2 separate regions of the Mus musculus genome follow, and region 2 is linked to region 1. Evidence: chromatin contacts called from public Micro-C data. All regions are on one chromosome and are shown on one strand. The core of a region is the stretch at or near the end of the contact, and the rest is flanking DNA. Distances in the headings are between cores, read along the strand shown. Region 1 holds the start of Celrr (cerebellum expressed regulatory RNA). Region 2 holds the start of Insig2 (insulin induced gene 2).

Region 1 (5,458 bases), core at 1,237-3,736:
ATAAGGTTCAGAGGGATAAAGAAAGACACTGTATATCTCTACACACACACACACACACACACACACACACACACACACACACACATACACATACACGCACACATACACGGTCTTCATAAGAACACAGGCATATTTGAACACACACATATACTACATGGACTCACACACCATAGTGTCAGGGAGAATGAGAGGGTTTATTTTATTATGATATACACAGAAGGTTCTTGGTCAGCATAATAAATGACACCAGGCTCCAAACAGGGGGGCATAATTCAGATTTTCTTCCTTCATTCTTCAGCAGAGCTCAAAGGCCATTGGATTTCAAGGCTGAGCAAGCACATGTGTTTTTGTTTAGGACTTGCAACTGCAGTGATGTCCAGGCTGTTTCTTAGGGACCTGGCCTGTAAAGCCCAGCCGAGCTTGGGTTTGCAGCAGTGTTTCAATAATTTCTCCTTTCAGGAGAGCATCCTGTATCCCCAGGCAGAGACTGAGGTTTAGAGCCTGCTGGGAACCAACTATAACAAAGCCTTTGGCAGCCCAGAGGATGCTGGGTCCTCTGTTGGCAGCAGTCCATCTCCTGATTTGCACATTCGTCCACTTCACTGGGTGACACATATGCCCACTTACCTATTCAAATTTAGATCCCACTGTGCAAGTCTGTTGGCACACATTTCCCACACACTCACTGAACACACATCCACACATGCTCAAGTATGTCTGCACACATATAGTTGAAAATACTGGGGCTGGAGAGATGGCTCAGTGGGAAAACTGCTCACTGTGCAAATGTGAGGACTCAAGTTCAAATCCCCAGAACCAGTGTGTGTGTGTGTGTGTGTGTGTGTGTGTGTGTGTGTGTGTGTGTGTGTCCTTATACTCTTATGAGGGAATAGAAAGCTTTCTGGACAGTTAGCCTGGTCTACTCCACAGTGAACATGAGACCTTCTCTTAAGCAAGATGGAAGGAGAAGACTGATGATAACCTAGGTTGTTAGCTGACCTCTACATGGGGTGGAGAAGTTTAAAAACCACAATAGACAACCCTCTCCAAATATTCACACACACACACACACACACATATGCTGACATGACCATGTTAGTTCTCCCACCAAAGGCATGGATTCTATCATGATTTTGTGGCATTCATATTATATTACAGCTGTATAAATCATCCTGCAGACAGTTGCACTGTTATTGAACTGACAGTTCTTAGGAGACATAACGAAAGCAATACCAGCATGTGTTTCACCACGGCCCCTTAGACACTGCACTTTACTCTTTCACAATCGGGAGAGGCAAAGTGTTGTTTGAAGTGTAACTGCAGTATGACCAGGTATGGAAATGGGAGGAACTAATACTAAGTAATGCAAGCCAGTGGATAAAAGCTGATTTGAACACTAGCAACTTCTTTATTTTTTAACCTTGATGTCTGTGTGTGATGAATTTGCGTGCGCTTTTGTGTGTGTGTGTGTGTGTGTGTGTGTGTGTGTGTGTGTGTGTGTGTGTAAGTCAGAAGACAACCTATGTCCTCCTAGTTTGAGCCAGTATCTTTTTGTGATGTCTAGCCTTGTAACATGCCAGGAAAGCCAGTCCACCAGCTTTGGGGGATTCTCTTGTCTGCCTCATGGCTGGTTATACAAATACTGTCCAGTGACTTATATGGGTCCCAGTGATCCGAACTCGGGTCCTCACACTTACACAGCAAGCACTCTACCAACTGAGCCATCTCTCCAGGCCTCTGGCAACTTCTGAAGGTGAGAGTGAAAGACAGGAGGATGTGAGGGCCCTGTTGCATCAACCTTGCCCAGTTCTGGGCATTCGTGAGTGCCTTCTAGTCTGAGGGTATTATTTGCCAACAGGCTTTCAGTGGTTCCAAACGAGCCCTGCGCTTATGGATTTTTTAGGTTGATGAAACCACACCTTGGAAAGGAAACAAGAATTTTGAAGCCATTCACCAAAGACCAAACACCCAATTTACAGACAGCCAGGGCAAGTCTTAGTGGGTTGTGTTTGCTCTTAAATAGTTGGCAGTGGAAATTACAATTTTCTTCAAAACAGCATTGAAGAAACCTTTCTGTTTCCACTTACTCCTACTCCTAAGTAGGACCTCACATACCGGCTTCTGTCCACCGTCCACCTTATACCCTAATAGGCAGACTCTTCTACCTCTGACCCCAGGAAATAGGAAGCAAGTGTAGTCTGTGTTTTGTTTTGTTTTGTTTTGTTTTGTTTTGTTCAAGGTTGCTCTCTCTCTCTCAGGCTCCAGTAACTGGTGAGAGCTATCCCTAGCCAGAGAAGTTGGAGTGGGTGGAGATTAGGAGTGGGTTGGGATGTGGGGGTGGGAATGGAGAAGCCTAGTGCTGCCTGGAATTCCAAAATGGGAAAGAGACCTCAGCTGCTTTCATATGGAAATTGGCCTGGAAGCTGACTTTGTCTCTGCACAGAACCCTAGCCAACACCAAGTTCAGTGAACCTAACACACTGTTCATTCAGCCATTGAAACCCAGCAGAGGAGCAGGCAGGGAAGGGAGGGTGGAAGGACAGAGGCTCCCCTTTCTTCTGGGCTTGGTTCCGGAGGAGGCCAAAAGAGAGTTTACCAGGGAAGCAATTTGAAGGCAAAAGTCCACTCTAAAGTGAAGGTGAGTTTGCACTGGCTGTAAGTGGAAGAAGGGGAGAAAAGAAATGGGGGTGGGGCGGGGGGTGTCCATGATCTGCAACTGACCTTGAATGGGTTAATGTGCTCAGTGTGTCCTAGAGAAGGAAGAGGCCTTGCTGGTAACCAGCTCCCGCAGAGGCACATCCCCACCCTTCAGAAGACCCTTAATGCGAACGTTAATGGTATTTCTCAGGTTTCCTCTGGACCAGTCTTTGCCGCTGCTGTGTTTGTTCCCAGCCTCACTCCGAGTCAAGGAAGCACCTGAATCCACAAGAGGCTAATGCACTTCTTAGATACTTTTTTGGGGGAGACAAGTTTCCTGTCTTTTGTCCTTGATTTATTATTGCTTTTATTTGTTCTCCTCCATTTAGTTCATTTTATTCTGATTTTAAAAGAACAGCTCGCAGGCCCTCCTATTTTCATGGAAATTGCTCAGCAATAACAATTTCAGATAGCTCGCAGAAGAATAGTCATCATGCCAGGGCCAGTTCACCCAAGATGCTTTGCAGGCATTTCACATAACAATTTACTAATTAATGGCAAATTAAATGGAATTTAGTAAGAAGAATCAGAGGTTAGAGTGCCGGTATATATTATGTATAAAAAAGGTATGCAAATATCTTCAGCCCATTTGTGGTTCATAAGTGGGAAATAATAGCTTTTCTGCTCAGAACCCTCACAGACAGGAGGGCTGTTGCATCGAGGCAGAACTTCAAATTACATATAATTCTAATTTTTTAACAGTTTCGTTGATTATACATTGTGCCTCCATTTTCCAGATACAATGAACTTAGTCTTCCTTGTTTTAATAGTTTAGAGTTATGGAAAGTCACCTATACTTTGCTGCTTATATTAACTGCATATTGAAGGCTAGAAGTCATGTTTGGGAAAGTTTTTACTATTGACCTAGTTAGCTTTGATTGTCGACTTGGCACAACCTAGGAGCCTCAGATAGGATTAGCTTATGGGAGGTCTGTGGGGAGTTTTCTTGATTGTTAATTGATTTAGGAGGGGCAAGCTCACTTTGGGCAGCACTTTTACCTGGGCTGGTGGCCTTGTGCTGGGTAAGAAGTCTAGCTAAGCATGAGCTTTCGAGCCAGCAACCAGGTTTTCCAATGGTCTCTACTTCATGTTCCTGTTTGAGCTCCTGTCCTGACTTCCCTCAGTGATGGACTATGACCTAGAAATATAAACTCAATGAATCCTTTCTTCTCCTAAGTTACTTTTAGTCAGAGTGTTTTACCACAGTGACATAATAAAACCAGAACGATCACTGATTCCAATCTCCTACAGTAGATCCAGTACATACTGGAAAACTACAGGCTTTCTGCTTTTGTAAATAAAGCTTTATTGGAATACAACTACATGCATTTATTTGTAGCTTGCTCAGGGCTGCTTTTGAATCACTAATGCCACGTATATTTGAAGCACATAATGACTGCAACATTTCTAATCTGGCCTTTAGTATATAAAACTTGCAACTTGTTTCATAGGTAAAAGTGGAGAGCGAGAATATTTATAGTGAAGAGCAAATAAAACATTTTAATAAAAATATTGCAAAGAAATTAAAAGACTTGCTATTACCCATAAAAGTCTATAAATGCTTATCATTATTCCAAAAAATCTCTCAAGCATTAATGCATGTGCGTATGTGAGTCTCTCTCTCTCTCTCTCTCTCTCTCTCTCTCTCTCTCTCTCTCTCTCTCTGTGTGTGTGTGTGTGTGTGTGTGTGTGTGTGTGTGTGTGTGTGTGGTGAGAGGGGTAACTTTCTTCTCTCTGCTCCCTTTCTGTAGCCCAACCAATAGTCAGCTCCTCTGAAGTGAACACCAGCCATAAGAAAAACCCACTTGTGCATTAGTGGCATAGCTATTATGGGGCTAACCAATTACTTTGCATTTAGATTTGAAATGGCTCCATGAGAAGGAATTCACATCTAGTACTGTAAATTCAACCTGGTCAAAAGTCCATGGCTGGTGAGGTAATAGACCCTAAAAAGAGAGGACGAAAAAGAGTAAAAAAAAAAAAAGTGGGCGTGGGGGGGGTGGGGTCGGACACAGACCACACTAATAAAGAAGAAAATCTTTATCAGGAGTGAAGTATGTTTGTCACGTCTGGAAGCATAAGTTTCCCAAGTCAAATAAGATGATTGACTAAACATATATCAGTTAATACATGTTTACTATGTACTTTGTCTAACTTTGTGAGACAATGTTTCTATTTGGATTTCCATCATAGATTTTGTTCTACCATGGCAACCCCATGGCAGATTATAAAAAAAGAGAGGCAAATTTGCCAAGCTCTCTAAGCCCTCAACTCAGGCCTCTTAGCAATCTCTCCTTATCATTTCACAGGACTTGCTGACACAAGTTACAGTCAGTTCATAGTAGAGTCCCTCAGTTAGTTAGTTAGTTAGTTAGTTAGTTAGTTAGTTAGTTTTGGTTGGTAATGTATTAGGGGGAGTCACTCAACTCTCTATCAGGCACTACAAGAACCTGACATAAAGCAACCCCTAAAGAACAGAGGTTTCTTTTAGCTCATTGATTTGGAGAGTTTAGCCATGATCAAGGTCTCTCAGAAACTTTATTTAAAAAGAAAAGATTTATGTCATTCCAGACCCGGGACGAGGCAGTGTATACCACTGGGGAGCTGTTGATAGAGAAAAGCTGATCACCTCATTGCCAGGAAGCAGAAAAGAGGGGAAAAGACTGATATACCCTGCAAAGGGTACACCTCACTCAGGAGAGCCCACCTCAGAGTTCCCACCACCTCCAAATGCCACAGTAGGGAGTAAGGCTCTGGTGTT
Region 2 (5,458 bases), core at 2,104-4,603, 240 kb after region 1:
CAGCATTAGCTAGGTGTGTGGGGTATGTTAAAGGCTCTGGGAACAAATACAGCATAATTTACTTTAAAGATTCTTAAGCTATTAACACTTTTTTGAAACAAATATACCTATATTTTAAGTATTATTCTTATATAAAAATGAAATTAGGTTCTCCAAAATTTTTAATCTTATTGAAAAACTTAGATCATAAAAAGTATATATATATTTTTAAGCTAATACCTCAATGGCTCCTAATGAGTCAATGGTAATAAATAGGCCAGTGTTTTTAATTCCCATTGTACGAAATCAGATAGGCTAATATGTCCTTTTCTTTTCCTGTTTGAAACAGGATTTCACTTATGTAGTCAAGGCTGGCCTCAAATCTCTTGATTCTCCTTCCTTGTTCTCCAGAGTGTGGGGATTAGACTTGAGCCTCCAAACCTGGCTTAACTTTCCAAGATGGCCAGTCAACCTAACAGGCAGCCATGTCTGGGCTAACCACTTTGTCTCCATAAACAGAGTTCCTTCCACCTCTCTGCACAAACACCACACAAGCATCTTAGGTAACACATAGGAAACTTTTTTTTTTTTTTTTTTTTTTTTTTTTGGTTTTTTCGAGTCAGGGTTTCTCTGTATATCCCTGACTGTCCTGGAACTCACTTTGTAGACCAGGCTGGCCTCGAAGTCAGAAATCTGCCTGTCTCTGCCTCCCAAGTGCTGGGATTAAAGGCGTGCACCATCACCGCCCTGCAGGAAACTATTTTTAATGTCCTCATGAACTACTAACTCCAAAACAATGCTTTCTACAATTTAAGAGAACACTTGACAAGAGGACATGCAGTAAGTATTCTACCTTGAGCCCTGATCTACAGTTTCCATAAAGTGCATGAATGAACACAGAAAAACAGTTTGCATAGTTTAGCTACTAGATCAGTGACAAATTATCAAAGCTGAAAAAATACTACCCATGTGACTTAATAGTGATAATGGATTCATAGCATTGCTTTTAGATAGACGAGAGGCCTAAGTAATTCTAGAGCACAAGCAAATCAAAGTTTATGTTCACCATCAAGATCATGCTCTCAGGTAAGAAGCATTTGAGAAAGTATAGAAGTGAAATATAGGAACTTAAGACCTAGCTGGAATTTAGGCTTCTTCTGTTTTTTGGGTTTTTTGTTTGTTTGTTTTTTGTCTAGGTCGTTGACCTCAAACTCAATATATAATCAAGAATGACGGTGAACTTATGATATGATTCTCCTGCCTCTACTTCCCAAGCACTAGTATATCCATCACGCACCACCACACCTGGTAAATCAAGTAACTTAACCATTTAGTTGCAAGCAAACAGGATTATTCATTTTTCAATAACTAGTGTCACATTGGTAAGTTTGCATTCTCAGATGAATCTCTCTTCTGAGACTGGGTTAGATACATTAACAAATAAAAATGTTAAATTACTACCACCACCACCCTTTTTTTAACACATGCTGTGCTCATTAGAACGGCGTTCACAAAACAGAATACGCATCAGCAGGACAAAACCGCAATTCCATGACATGCTTTAACCCTCCTTAAATAAAAGCATACAGATATGACTCTCAAAAGGTGCGTTAGAAGCTCTAGGAAGAAAAAGTGCCGTTGCTCTTCTCTCCCCACATTAAAACCCAAACACAGAAACCATTAAGCAAGCAGCAGTCACACAGCGCACTGCTTTAAACAGAAAGCACAGAAAGCTTAGTCCTTAAAAAATGTTATCTACTGCTTGGTGATAATTTTCTACACACAATAAAAACAGTGTTTTTACTGAACTGTCCTTTATCTTTTCCTTTTCAGTATCTCTATCTAAAACACAATTATCCGTTTTTAAAGCATCAAATTTCCCCGAATACAAAACGACTCATAGATTGGTCATTTCATAATAGATGCGAGCTGAATACTATGAAAACAAGTAATATCAGCGGTTACAAATCCAGAAAAAACGATGGAGGAAGAAAACATCAGTCATTGTTTTTCCCCCGCAGGTCATTAATTAACAGGGGACACCCCTTTATTCATTTTCATTCAGTAGTTCACTGTCTGGGCCAAACCCCAAAGCTAGGGGGGAAGGGGGGGCAGAGAGGAAGCCCCGCATGGAAGCCTTGGTTTTTTTTTTTTGTTTTGTTTTGTTTTGTTTTGTTTTAATCCAGAACTGGAGACTGTCTTTCATTGCTGTGGTCACTGAAACCAGCCAACATAAGTGTCCCAACAGTCAACTCAATTTGCTCTTTCTCCAAGAATTTCCTCATCAATCCTACAAAACAGTAAACACTTCGGGGTATCTATTTCACCCAACGACATAGTTCACACTACCCGTGAACAACTTTTCACTTAAGTTTTAACTCCTTTCGTGTCCCTAAACGCCATCCTCAGCAAAGCACTGTTTTCCTTTACCAGCCGGCTCATCCCCAAAGAACGACGCTAAAGCCCCACTTACTATCACCAACCGACTTCTAGGCCCTGGCAACAACTGCTTGGCAGCACCCACTGATACATACCTAAAAGGTATTCACTTCCGATTCACAATCCCTACTCTTCAACTCAGGAGTCCTCTTATTTCGGTAGATTCTAAACTTCCTACGGTTATGTACCTAATTTCCATCCATCTCCCATACAAGCCTGAGTCTTCCTCCCAGACTACAAGGCACCGAGTCCGGGCAGGTGTACACTAGACAGCTGGCCCATCTCTGTCCCCAAACAGACCTCCAGGGTCGCCCTTTCCGCTGTCCTCCAGCCTTCTTCCACTCTGACAGTCTTCCACTGTCCAGGGACCTCGGCATCCCCCAAAGCCTGTCCCTCTATGAGCCCGCTGGTTTTTCCCTAGATCTCGCTGACCTCTCTCCAGGTAAGCCGGGGACCCCTCGCCCCAGCAGGCCCCACCTGCGGGTCCTGGATCCCCCAACACCAGCTAGGAGTGTTGCCAGCCTGCGACGTTAAAACATAAACAGCTCCTCTTCCCAAAAGCCACCGCCGTCCTCGAGCCGTCCCCGGCCAAATAAGCTCACCTGAGCTCTGCCCGGAGACCCCCAGTTCACCCCCGCCTCCGCCATCTTCAGGGACCGGCCCCCGACCTACTCCCCTCCCACAGCTCCGCCTGAGCCGCACTGCGCCTGCGCCGCCCGGCGGCTTCACGCTGACGGTAGGGGCAGAGGAGCTTCCGGTTGCCTCTGCGCGCACTGCCTCCGCTCTGCGGAGACGGGGCAAAAGGACTTCCGGTGTGCCGGGCACTCCGGGCTGGAAGGAGGTGGGGACCCTGTCTGGGAGGAGGAGAGGCTGCGAAATCAGCTGTTGTTGGTGCCCTCGGGAGTCAGAGGTTCTGGATGGGCATCTGGACTCTGTGGGCGGAGTGAGGGACTCGTGCGCGCACGCACGCGCAGCCCGAGACTCCACCCTCTGCGTGGGCCGCAGTTGCCAGCCGGGTGACAGGCTCCACGGTTGTCGCCTGCAACTTCTTCCCGCCTTGGAGTGTGCCTCAGTATCCTTTCTGAATACGGATTAAAGGCAGCTCTTTGCATCAGCTCTCGAGAGACTTGGGTCAAAGACCAAGCAACACAAAACCTTATCACCTCTGTTACTGTCAAAATTTGACTTAAAGCGCTTCCTTCTTGAGACAGGGTCACACAGTGTATGTAGCCTTAGCCGGTCTGAAGCTACCCAGGTAGACCAGGCAGACCTCGAGAGCTACTTGTCTCTGCTTCCTCAGTGCTAGGATCAGAAGTGTGCGCCACCACGCCCAGCTAAGACCTTCCTTTTAGAACTGGAAACCATAATTAAGAGAATGGATAGTGTGCACGTTGGAGATGGTGCAGATGAGCTGTTGTTTTGGATGGAAAATGGTACAGAGAAGTTTTGTTTTCTTTATTCCTTGAAGATTTTAAGGACTTGAAGTTCGAGTGGGGAAGTGGAGTGCGAATCCGGGAGATGTGTCAGGGAAGTGGGGAGTAAATATAAAAATGCATTGTATGAAGTCCTTAAGGACTCTTTTTTTTTTTTTTTAAAGAAAAATTTCATACATATACAATACGTTTTGATCATTTTTCCTGCCCACCACTACATTCCTCTACAGAGTGTTTTTAAAGGCTAATAAGTGGCTTGATTACCACCTCTGGGCTGTTCACTATATCATCTTTTGGGGAGCTTAGCCAAAAATATATTATGCTTGTGGTCTGATTGCATTGGTCTTAAGGAGAGTTTTGTAGGAACTATGGGCCTAAAGTAATTGCTATAATTTAGCAAGAGAATGTCATTTGGTTAAATGCCTTTGTTTTCATTTACTTTGAACTAACAATCAGATGCATCTTTAACAGTTTCTGATCATTTTATCAACACATTTATTTCTTAAAAATAAGAGAAACTAAACTTGGACCAAAAGACTCAGCATGTAATAATATGGCTTTTCATGTATTTCTAATGGTTTTTGTCTAGCTAATCTTAAATTTAATTCCTGCAGGTTTTTATGCATAGTAATTGAAAGCCTAGGCTAATTATGCTGCACAGATGAAGAGTTTTATAAGGAAAAATAAAAATACACATGGGATAACCCATATTATCCATGATATGATATTTTTGTCAACTTGGCAGGATTGAGAATCGCTATGGGAATACCTCTGGGTGTATGTCTGAGGGATGTTTCTAGAAACATTTCAGGAAAGAAGGAAGGAAGAAGCACATGGATGTGAGCAGCCCCAATGGGGTCAAGAGCTGAATAAAAAAGAGAAAGCTCACTGAGCATCAACACTCCTCTCAGTTTCCTGTTTCTTTCCTGTCTCTTCAGTCAGTGTGACCTCACTCTCGCCTCCATGCCTTAGCTATGGTGATGGCCTGTGTCCTTCCTTAATGGGAGCCAAAATAAACCCATCCTCCCTCAAGTCCTTTTGCCAAGCATTTGTTTTTCACAGCAACATGAAAATCCAGAACAAACTGATGTCAGGGTATGACTTAAGAGGGCGGTGAGATCATATTTATTTTGGCTTACTTTAAAGTTGGTTCTGTGCCATTGGACTGCTGGTGAAGACTTTTTGAAAGTTCAGTTGTGTCTCAGCACTGACTCCATATGTGAAGTCAGGTCCAATTGGTCCTTTTTTTCTAGGTTTTTCTTTTTATAGATATGAAGTAAAATAGTGAACCTGCTAATTTTTAAAGTCCTTTTAACCACTAGAAATATCAGTGATTTGATAGTTCTGCTGTTGCCCTGCCCCAATAATACTTCTTGTTTGTTCTTTCAATGAGAGAGACCATTGGGCAAATTAGAAAGAATAAACACTGCAGCTAAATATAAGCAAACATCCACAGAAGTCACTGGGCTGCTTTTACTTCCCTAAAAGCTTCATTTACTTCTACAAAGCAAAAAAAACAGTAAGAACTTTTGCTTCTTTGAGATTATAAAATGAATCATTTACAAGTTCATTTATCTCTTCTACAACTTCAACCTGAGCAGCTAGCA

The links. Hi-C and Micro-C count contacts between places; a contact is called where the count stands out from the background.
Region 2: a Micro-C map of embryonic stem cells shows a contact between it and region 1, with 2.5 times the contacts expected there. The contact joins the promoter of Insig2 here to the promoter of Celrr in region 1. A contact is called at or near these places in 2 of 484 Hi-C or Micro-C datasets (embryonic stem cells and muscle stem cells).

What each region holds. Positions count from the first base shown.
Region 1 is chr1:121,084,919-121,090,376 of GRCm38.p6, forward strand. It overlaps Celrr (cerebellum expressed regulatory RNA), which reads left to right and starts at 2,487. Exons shown (of 3, transcript NR_110450.1): 1 at 2,487-2,638.
Region 2 is chr1:121,324,671-121,330,128 of GRCm38.p6, forward strand. Insig2 (insulin induced gene 2) reads right to left here and starts at 3,354. Exons shown (of 6, transcript NM_133748.2): 1 at 3,021-3,354.